2 separate regions of the Arachis hypogaea genome follow, and region 2 is linked to region 1. A link is a contact called in public Hi-C data. All regions are on one chromosome and are shown on one strand. The core of a region is the stretch at or near the end of the contact, and the rest is flanking DNA. Distances in the headings are between cores, read along the strand shown.

Region 1 (4,071 bases), core at 483-2,982:
ATGGCTTCACGGTGCTTGTGCAAATTCGCAGGCCGTATGAGCAGTGGAACTCTCTTCATCACTGCCACTGATTTCGCCAAAACATCTGTTTGTAGATGCTGAGATAGCAGCCAGAAATCACCATATTCAACTGCCAAAGCAGCAAGTGTGAGCACTGCTTTCGCATCCCATTCGTAGTGTGAGAGCTTATGGAGAATGGCCACTGCAGTTTCGTGAGCAGTTTCCTCACCGGGAGCCTTGCAACACATCTGCCACGTCATATAACTATTCATGTAATTGCTTTTGTAAGTTTAAAAAAAGAAAATATATCCAAAAAATTTATGTCAATTCAAAAGAGATCTTGTGTGAAATAAAATATTATAGATATAACTATAAATTTTGTAGAAAAATAGTTTTATGATATATATAAATATAAATAAGAGTAAGTGACTTTGTCGATTCAACATCCAATTAAAGAAAAAAAAATTAAGTGAATTATTACCTCAAATGAAATTTGCTTGAGTGTGCAATAAGGTGAATTGAAATTGGGTTGGAGAATCTTTTCATCAATGTCCTCCATGCTTGATTTGGAACCCTGCCAGAGGATTTATCTCAAGTGGATATACATATATTATATATAGGACAATCAAAGAACGTAGCATAAAATAAACGGAAACATTGGGAAATAGATAATGAAATCTAATTAGAAAGAAGAAAATATAATGAACCTGCACAAGGTCGTCCACAATGGAGGTTGAACGGATAAGGGTATTGTGGACAAGAGTGAAGAGAGGATCGATCTCAAACTTAGTGTCACTATGAACATGAGTTGAGTAGATTAGTTCCAAGATGTGCTCGTCCGACATGGCTAATGGATTATGCTCCTTCTCCTCTTTGTGATTGTGATGATGGAGTAGAGACTTCAGTGACAGCTTATGATGATGATGAGCCATTATGGTCCTCCTTATCTTGATTGATTTGTTGCTGCACCCTGCTTATACTTGATGATTGTACTCCCTTATTAGCTTATTTATAGCATGAAAGATATGCTTGAGCAAGGTAACAAAGCTTTAGAAAGATATTTTGATTTCATTTATTAATTAGTAAAATGATATTATTAATTCATTCAAACATTCTTGATTGATTTTTTTTCATTATCTTTAATTCAAAGTCATTTGTTAAAAACTTTACTTTTGGCTTTTGGAAAAGAAATTCTGTGGATCAACTTATTTGGAGAAAAATCTTCAATCAATTACTTAAGTAAATATTACAAAAATAAGTATAATTCAATTTTCAAAAAAAATAAATTCACAGACATTCAATTGTGTATTGATGCATGCAAAATTTTAGATAGCCAATACTTTTTTTCTATTTTTGTTTTACATTTGAATTAATTCTAGCTAATTCTCTTCTTTATAACTAGAAGTGTAGACTCTTAATATTTTCAGATAATGAGTTTAAATGTTGTTAATGTTATATATTTATGGTAAACTTCAACTCTGAGACTTGATCTCAACAACAATAACATTCAATAAAATAAAATAAATGTATGAAACTGCCCCAATACGAAGCACATAAGAAACGTATAACAAAGAAGTTTAATGGAATTCTGAAGTCATTGATGACCAAGCATTAGTAAAAAAATAGGCTTTGCTAATTGCAATTATCTTATTTTATTTATTGTTTTCCTATTTTTTGAGGCCGCATAAACCAGGAATTTCTTGGGGTAGGTTTCAAGTGGGTTGCGATCAAATTTTTAGGAAATTATGATTATCAGTGATTATATAGGCTGTCATTGCTAGTTTATGTGTTTGGCTTAGTTTCCTTTTTCTTGTCTTTTGTGGTCTCTTAACGTATGTTCTTGTGTCATTACTCGTTTGTTTGAAAATTTTAGACCATTTTAAATGGTACTATGCTGAAGATTCAAGAACGAGGATTTTGAAAGAAGGCTCTAGCAGCCTTACTTTTTTATGAAATCATCAAAGCTAATGTATTAGGTAGCAGAGGAATGGAATAATACTCTTGGAAAGATCTGAATGATAATATAAGTTGCATGCATCACAAAACGGAAAATACTTAACTAATAAGTGGACAGATTATAATCTCTTACATTATATATTCACTCTTAATTACTACGTATATATGAAGTCACAAATCTATATTTGACACACTAATAAACAATGTCACAAGTCACAACGCCTATTTATAGACTATATAAATCGGTGAAATTACCTACTTCCATCCCCTGGTTTACAAATTACAATGTCTTGTGGAGTAGTCTTAGCTTATGTCCTTGGCTTTATGTGCCTGGCTTGTATCTTCTAGCTTATCTTGCATCTAAGACCTCCGCATAATAAATATATATCTACACTTGCTCCACTACCACGGTAAATAAATAAACAAAAGTTGGTTGAATCTTCATGCATGTGCAAAGGAAATTTTATTAGTTACTGTCTTGTGACTATTCATGGGTTCATTATTTATGAATCCTTTTTCCAGAGCCTCCTTAAGCTGATTCCAGCAGCAGAGGCGAGACCAAGCAATCTTTTCTTTCTGAAACACAATAATTTTATGAAATTAAAAAAGCTATGACACAAAAGTAAATGAAGTACTGTTTCTTATTAGGATCTTGATTTGTAGACACACATCTCATAACAGTATAATTAATGATATGAAAAAAACAAGGTAATGTCTACTTTATGTAATAGAAAAATTTTTAAATATTCTATAGTTTTAGGTATTATGATTGAGATTAATGACTAAAAATACTAGAATACTTAAAATTATGATATGCTTGAAATACTTCCTATGTAATATATAATGTGTATGGCAAAGAATTTATCGTAAAAATTTTTATTCATAAAAACAAATTTATTATTTTCAAGACTTAAAATATAAATTCTAATACACATTTATTAAACAAAAGGCTGAATTAACAGCAAATAAGTACCTATTAAAATATAGTATAAAGATATTTGCAACTTTAGTGTAGTAAGATAAAGATCAACCTTAATTCAATTCAGTTCCAACACTCAAGATAAGCAGCAACGTACAGAATACATTGAAAAAACACACAATTGCTCTTATTTTAAAGGACACACTAGGAACAATTTCCCTCAGAGTTGCATCTCATAATTAAGAAAATGAAAGTTTCTAATGTGCATCATTACTACTACTGATAACAACATTATTATTGTCATTGTGGCAGCACTTGTAAGTTATGAAAATGTCCATAATCCTGGGACAGTCAGGGCATTTTATGGCCTCAGGTAACTTGCCAGCAATATTTTGAATCTCAAACTGTGCGCACCTGTGAGTGGAGCGCACAATCCTCTCATGATACTCTCTGAATGAAGTCTCAAACCCCTTCTTCCTCACAACCTCTTTCCACTTGTCAAACTCCGTCACCGTCTTCAGGATTGTGCTTCCGTGGCCGCTCGCCACCACCGACGACCCTTTGCTGAGCAGGGCCCATCCGCTCTCGTACTTGTAACACAGCATTCTCTGCACTTCTTGTTTCGCACTATCAACTGCCTTATGAGCCTTCGTCACAAACAAGCTCTCTATGCGGTTCCAGAAGCGGCTGAACAGGTTCTTGTCTTCCTTTTCCACACAGAAGAGTTCTATGGAAATTCTTAAGTCCTTTATGATAGGATCATTTGCAAGCGCTGCAGCAGTCTTGCTGAATTGTTGGATCCATTCTTTGTCTTTGCCTCCATAGAAGAATATGTATTTCTGCTCTCTGATCTGTTGATTCATTCACAGAGTGATTAGCAATACATTGTCACCAGTATTGATTTCATGACAAATCATAGAGAAAACAGAAAATTAGTCCTAAGGTAGTGATTCCTATATTATTCTTTTTGTTTCTTTTTATATATTATCTGTAAACTAGAAAGAGGCGAATGCTAATGCAGTAATGCACTCCCAAAAAAATAAGGAATATAGAAAGTATCTAAGTCACTGAAATAAAATATATTAAAAAGAGAATTAAGATTTGTTTAACTGACAAAAAATAGAACTCTTCTTACTTGGGAAAAAACGTTGAAAAATAAAGTTAGGAAGGATAATATAGTAGGTTGTTGATATTTA
Region 2 (4,425 bases), core at 1,813-4,312, 270 kb after region 1:
GGTATCCCTTGTCAGTCTTCTTCGGGTCCTTGCTTTGCGAAGCATACAAGAATCCGAATGCACCTACAATGGCTCCAGCTTTACCTGCAGCTGCTGAGATTCCATGACAAGTAGACCTCAATCTTGCTGGGAAAATCTCGGCTGGGACAACAAATGTGGTTGCGTTGGGACCAAAGTTTGAGAAGAAGAAGGTCAGTGAGTACATCACTACAAACCCAATTCTGTTCTCTTTCTTAGTCCAGTGATCATATGGTATGGCGAGTGCGAACATGAAGATTGTCATGAAGATGAAACCCATCAATTGGATGGCAAACCGTCCCATGTAATCGATGAAGGCCACTGTAAACCAGTACCCTGGTACAGTACTGCATAGTGCAATGAGTGTTTGTGCTCTTGCAATTCTATAAACCTCATGGATTGCGTTCATATTTTGGGAAGGTGGGATCCATCCAATGGCACTGAAAATGTCCTTCTGGAAAAGATTCTGACTGTAGAAAGCAATGTCCAACAAGAACCAAGTGGTTGTGGTTCCCAACAAGTGCAAGCCGTGGCGCTTGGCAAATTCCTTGCTGAACAAGCCAAACTTTTGGCCTTGACTCTCTGTAATTTCTTTCACCTTCTCCTCCTCAGCTTCAAGATCAACTTGTAGCACCTTGGACATGTCCGAGGCGGCTTGTTTAGCATTCTTGGCAACAAGAGCTGTGTAACGAGCCGTCTCGGGCATCTTCATACGCCAGTAGTAAGTCAGAGCAGCCGGCACAGCACCAAACATCAAGATGATGCGCCAAACATAATCAAATGCAGGAAGCACCAATGATGCTTGTGGATTTTCTTTATAAGTAGGGACCTTGTAGTGATGGTCAAATGAAGATGAGACAATCAAGGCCACAATTCCACCAGCAAGGATCCCAAATCCTTGCATAGCAAACACTGCAGCAATGAAGGCTCCTCTTGTCTTCTTATTGGCATACTCAGACATGATTGTAGCCGAAAGAGGGTAGTCGCCACCAATCCCAAAGCCAAGCCAGAACCTGAAGAAACAAAGGGTTGCTATAACACCCTTCGCGCTGGATCCAAAAGAGAGGCCAGAGGCAATGGAACAAACCACCATGAGCATGAGGGTTAGTCCATAGACCCTCTTCCTTCCCATCTTGTCACCAAGCCAACCAAAGAAAAGCTGGCCTGCTAGAGTGCCGCATAGCGCGACACCTGTCACAGCAGCTTGCACATTTGGAGGCAGAACACCAGGCTTTGGATCTTTTATATCTGTGTAGTATATCCTCCCAAGCAACTTGGTGACAAGGGAGATGCAGAAAAGATCATAGGCATCTGTGAAAAATCCCATGCCAGCAATCACAATTGCTGTGAAATGGTACCACTGTGTCTTTGCAACATCGAGTGCATTCAGCACTCCTAATTGTTGCCCTGCCATCTCTAATTCTGATTCTGGATACTCTCCAAAATGTAATTACAAAGTTTCCTGCAGAAGAGAGAAAAATGATGCAAGTTTAATTTTCTTTTAGACACTTTATCAAACAGGTTATATGCAAGAATTACATGTTATAGTGTTGGTTAAAAAAATGAAGCTGATGTAGATCATTCATCACTCTTATGCTGATGCAATGAATTGGTAAACTACCCTTCACTTTGGTATTAAAAAACAAAATATAATCATAAATTGGGAGAGAAAAGGGTATATTATATTATTCATAGTCAACAGCAGCACAAAGTTGAAAAGTCTAAAATGATATTTTGCAAAGCCGGTCCCATACATGTTCACAAAAAAGGTTCCAAGTTTCCAACCACTTTTAGAAAAACAGGTGGCATTCAAGTCAACTTGAGTATACACCATGAAAACGAAAACTTCCTAGCAGGCAATTAAGAGAGTAATAACATTTTCCTCAATTCTATGACCTCACAAAAATAAAAATTCCTCTCTTCTTGTCCCTACCAAATCCATAAGAAAACAAAAACAATAAAGAGAGAAAAACTGAGAGAGGGCCAATTTTGCAGATAAGGAATATGAATCTAATGAGTGACCTATATTGAACAGACTAACAACATCAGAAGCATGAGGAAGCTGAAAAAATAATCCAGAAATTGAATATTGTAAAGGGCACATGAAGGTATAGGAAATCATCCTATATAGAAAAGCAAGAACATTGTTTCCCTCTATTTTGTTATGGAAAGTTATATTCTGGCCTCAAATATGAAAACAGTTTGTGTTAAACACAATAATCAAGTGCAGAAATTAGAGTCCCTTGGAGCATAATAAAAAAAAACAGTTGGTTGATTTTCAATGGTGGAAAAAGGTGAAATGATATATTATAATAAAATCTAGAAACAAGTGCTTCACTTTTAGTGCTAAAAAAGTGGGCCTCCCATTAATACTACTTACCAATCAGAAAAAGGCCGCACCTTTACACATATAGAGAGAGAAGGGAAGGTTAGAAAGATTACCTCCAATTCTTGTCTAAAATTGTGCTGAAGGAGCAGAGAGTAAGAGAGTAGAGAGAAGCATAAGCTGATAAGTTAAGCCTAGCTATGTTGGGGATGGAAGAGGTTTTGAAGGAAACTAATAATATATATAGAGAGATAAGATAAGAGGAGAGACATACACTCCCAGCAGAGTCCAGAATCAACGCTGGTATCTCAAGTATATGCTTCATTTTCTCACGCGACTTTTTATTTTGAGTTCACATTATTTGTGTTGAAGTCAACGCTCTCACAAATTGCTTCCTTGCTTCCTTCATGTGTTTCTTTCTTCCCCCTCTTTACAACCCTCTGTTTTTGTTTTTGTTCTATCAAGTAATCAAGTTGCATAAACTAGCAACACTTTTTTATTTCTTTCCTACGGCATATCCACGTCATTTAATTACTCATTATTGTTAATTATTGATTACTAATTAAGCATTAAGCAGAGGAACATTACACATGCAAGGGAATGGCTCTATTCCTATCTGTAAGGTGTTGATCTTGGCATCTCATTGGTTTTAGCAAATGCCTCAGACAGCTATGGATCTTCGTTCATTTAATGTTGCAAGCAATTTCTTTTCTTTTCTTTAATAGGTAACGCGGTAACGTATTTACGAGCAGTAATGGGTGACCATATTGAGTATTGACCAACGCTATCCATTCATAAGTTTTTACTTAAGTTGTAAATAACTAATTATTTTAATAATTTTATTTTTAATTTTTATTTATATATTTAATACATAAAAAAATTTAATAAGAGCATTAGTACTTAATAATATACCAATATATTTAAAGAGTTACTATTTAGGTTATGAAAAATTTTAAAGATTTTTTATTAAATAATACGCTATATATGCTTAAATAATCTTGATACATGCATTGTTTAATGCTTATTGAGAATCAAATTGAATTCTAAAATAATATTTTAGAAGTTAGATCTTCTAAAATAAATAAATTAATAATGTGATAAAGTAAAAATTTAATTATTATTAATTTTATAATTTTTATAAAATATATATGTTATTATTTTAGTTTACGAATAATTTATTTTTTATTTACTATTTGATTTAATATTTTATATGTAGAGGATGAGTATGTGCATATGTATATATACCGTAAGCCCGTAACGGCGCTACTGCGGGTATCGAAAGCCCATTGGTCAGCCAGCTGGCATTCCTACTCCAAGTCAACCCTTCCATTTAAATATTCAACCCTTTGCACTGTCCTCAACGCCATCTTTCTCAGTTTGTTGTGTCTTCGATTCTTTCTCCATTTTCTTAATCAAATTGCTGCTCATCAATCATCATTAAGCTTGAAAATTATATTCACTTTTTTTATTCTAACGACTTTTCTAAGGTAACTTTTTCGGATATAATAATGGTCAAGCTAATAGTTTTAGAATGCTAAATTTCACTAGCTAGCTAGGATATATTAAACATTTGTTAAACATTATTATGTAAGTTTAGACAATTGGAATAGAAGGAGGATGACAACATTGTGTTTCCAACTCATTTTTTCTACAATTTTTGTTTAGATAAATTCTAAATTTAAAATAGCAAAAATATTTCTGAATAAAATTATAATTCGATCATATCGTTTGATTAAAATTTTCACTAATACGGCTTTTAAGTTGACCAAAGAAATATTTACATAATAATTATCAAAATGACTTAAATCTAATGTAACAAGAATGAAAATAAAAACAATTATATTAAGTGTTTATTAAAATTAACCATTAAAATTATTTACTGAGATAACATATATATTAATATTAAAATATAAAATATTTATTAAAAATAAATTAAACTATATATATATATACATAAATATATAATTTATTTTAATATGTAAATAATATTTTTAAAATAAAAAATAATACAGAATAAAACGAAACTGAAAAATAAACTTAGTCTACACAATGATTTTTAAGTTATTTTCTTTTGCTGAAAA

What was found. A called contact is a pair of places that touch in the nucleus more often than the background predicts.
Region 2: a contact with region 1 is called in a Hi-C map of an unstated tissue, with 4 times the contacts expected there. The contact joins the promoter of LOC112711277 here to the promoter of LOC112711274 in region 1. A contact is called at or near these places in 2 of 8 Hi-C or Micro-C datasets (leaf and an unstated tissue).

The regions. Positions count from the first base shown.
Region 1 is chr9:96,164,391-96,168,461 of arahy.Tifrunner.gnm2.J5K5, forward strand. It overlaps LOC112711274 (protein SIEVE ELEMENT OCCLUSION B), which reads right to left and starts at 1,733. Exons shown (of 7, transcript XM_025763884.3): 1 at 708-1,733; 2 at 482-574; 3 at 1-248. The coding sequence starts at 932. LOC112709340 (protein SIEVE ELEMENT OCCLUSION B) reads right to left here. Exons shown (of 7, transcript XM_025761231.2): 7 at 2,891-3,726. The coding sequence ends at 3,133.
Region 2 is chr9:96,434,024-96,438,448 of arahy.Tifrunner.gnm2.J5K5, forward strand. It overlaps LOC112711277 (low affinity inorganic phosphate transporter 1), which reads right to left and starts at 3,063. Exons shown (of 2, transcript XM_025763888.3): 1 at 2,619-3,063; 2 at 1-1,480. The coding sequence starts at 1,432.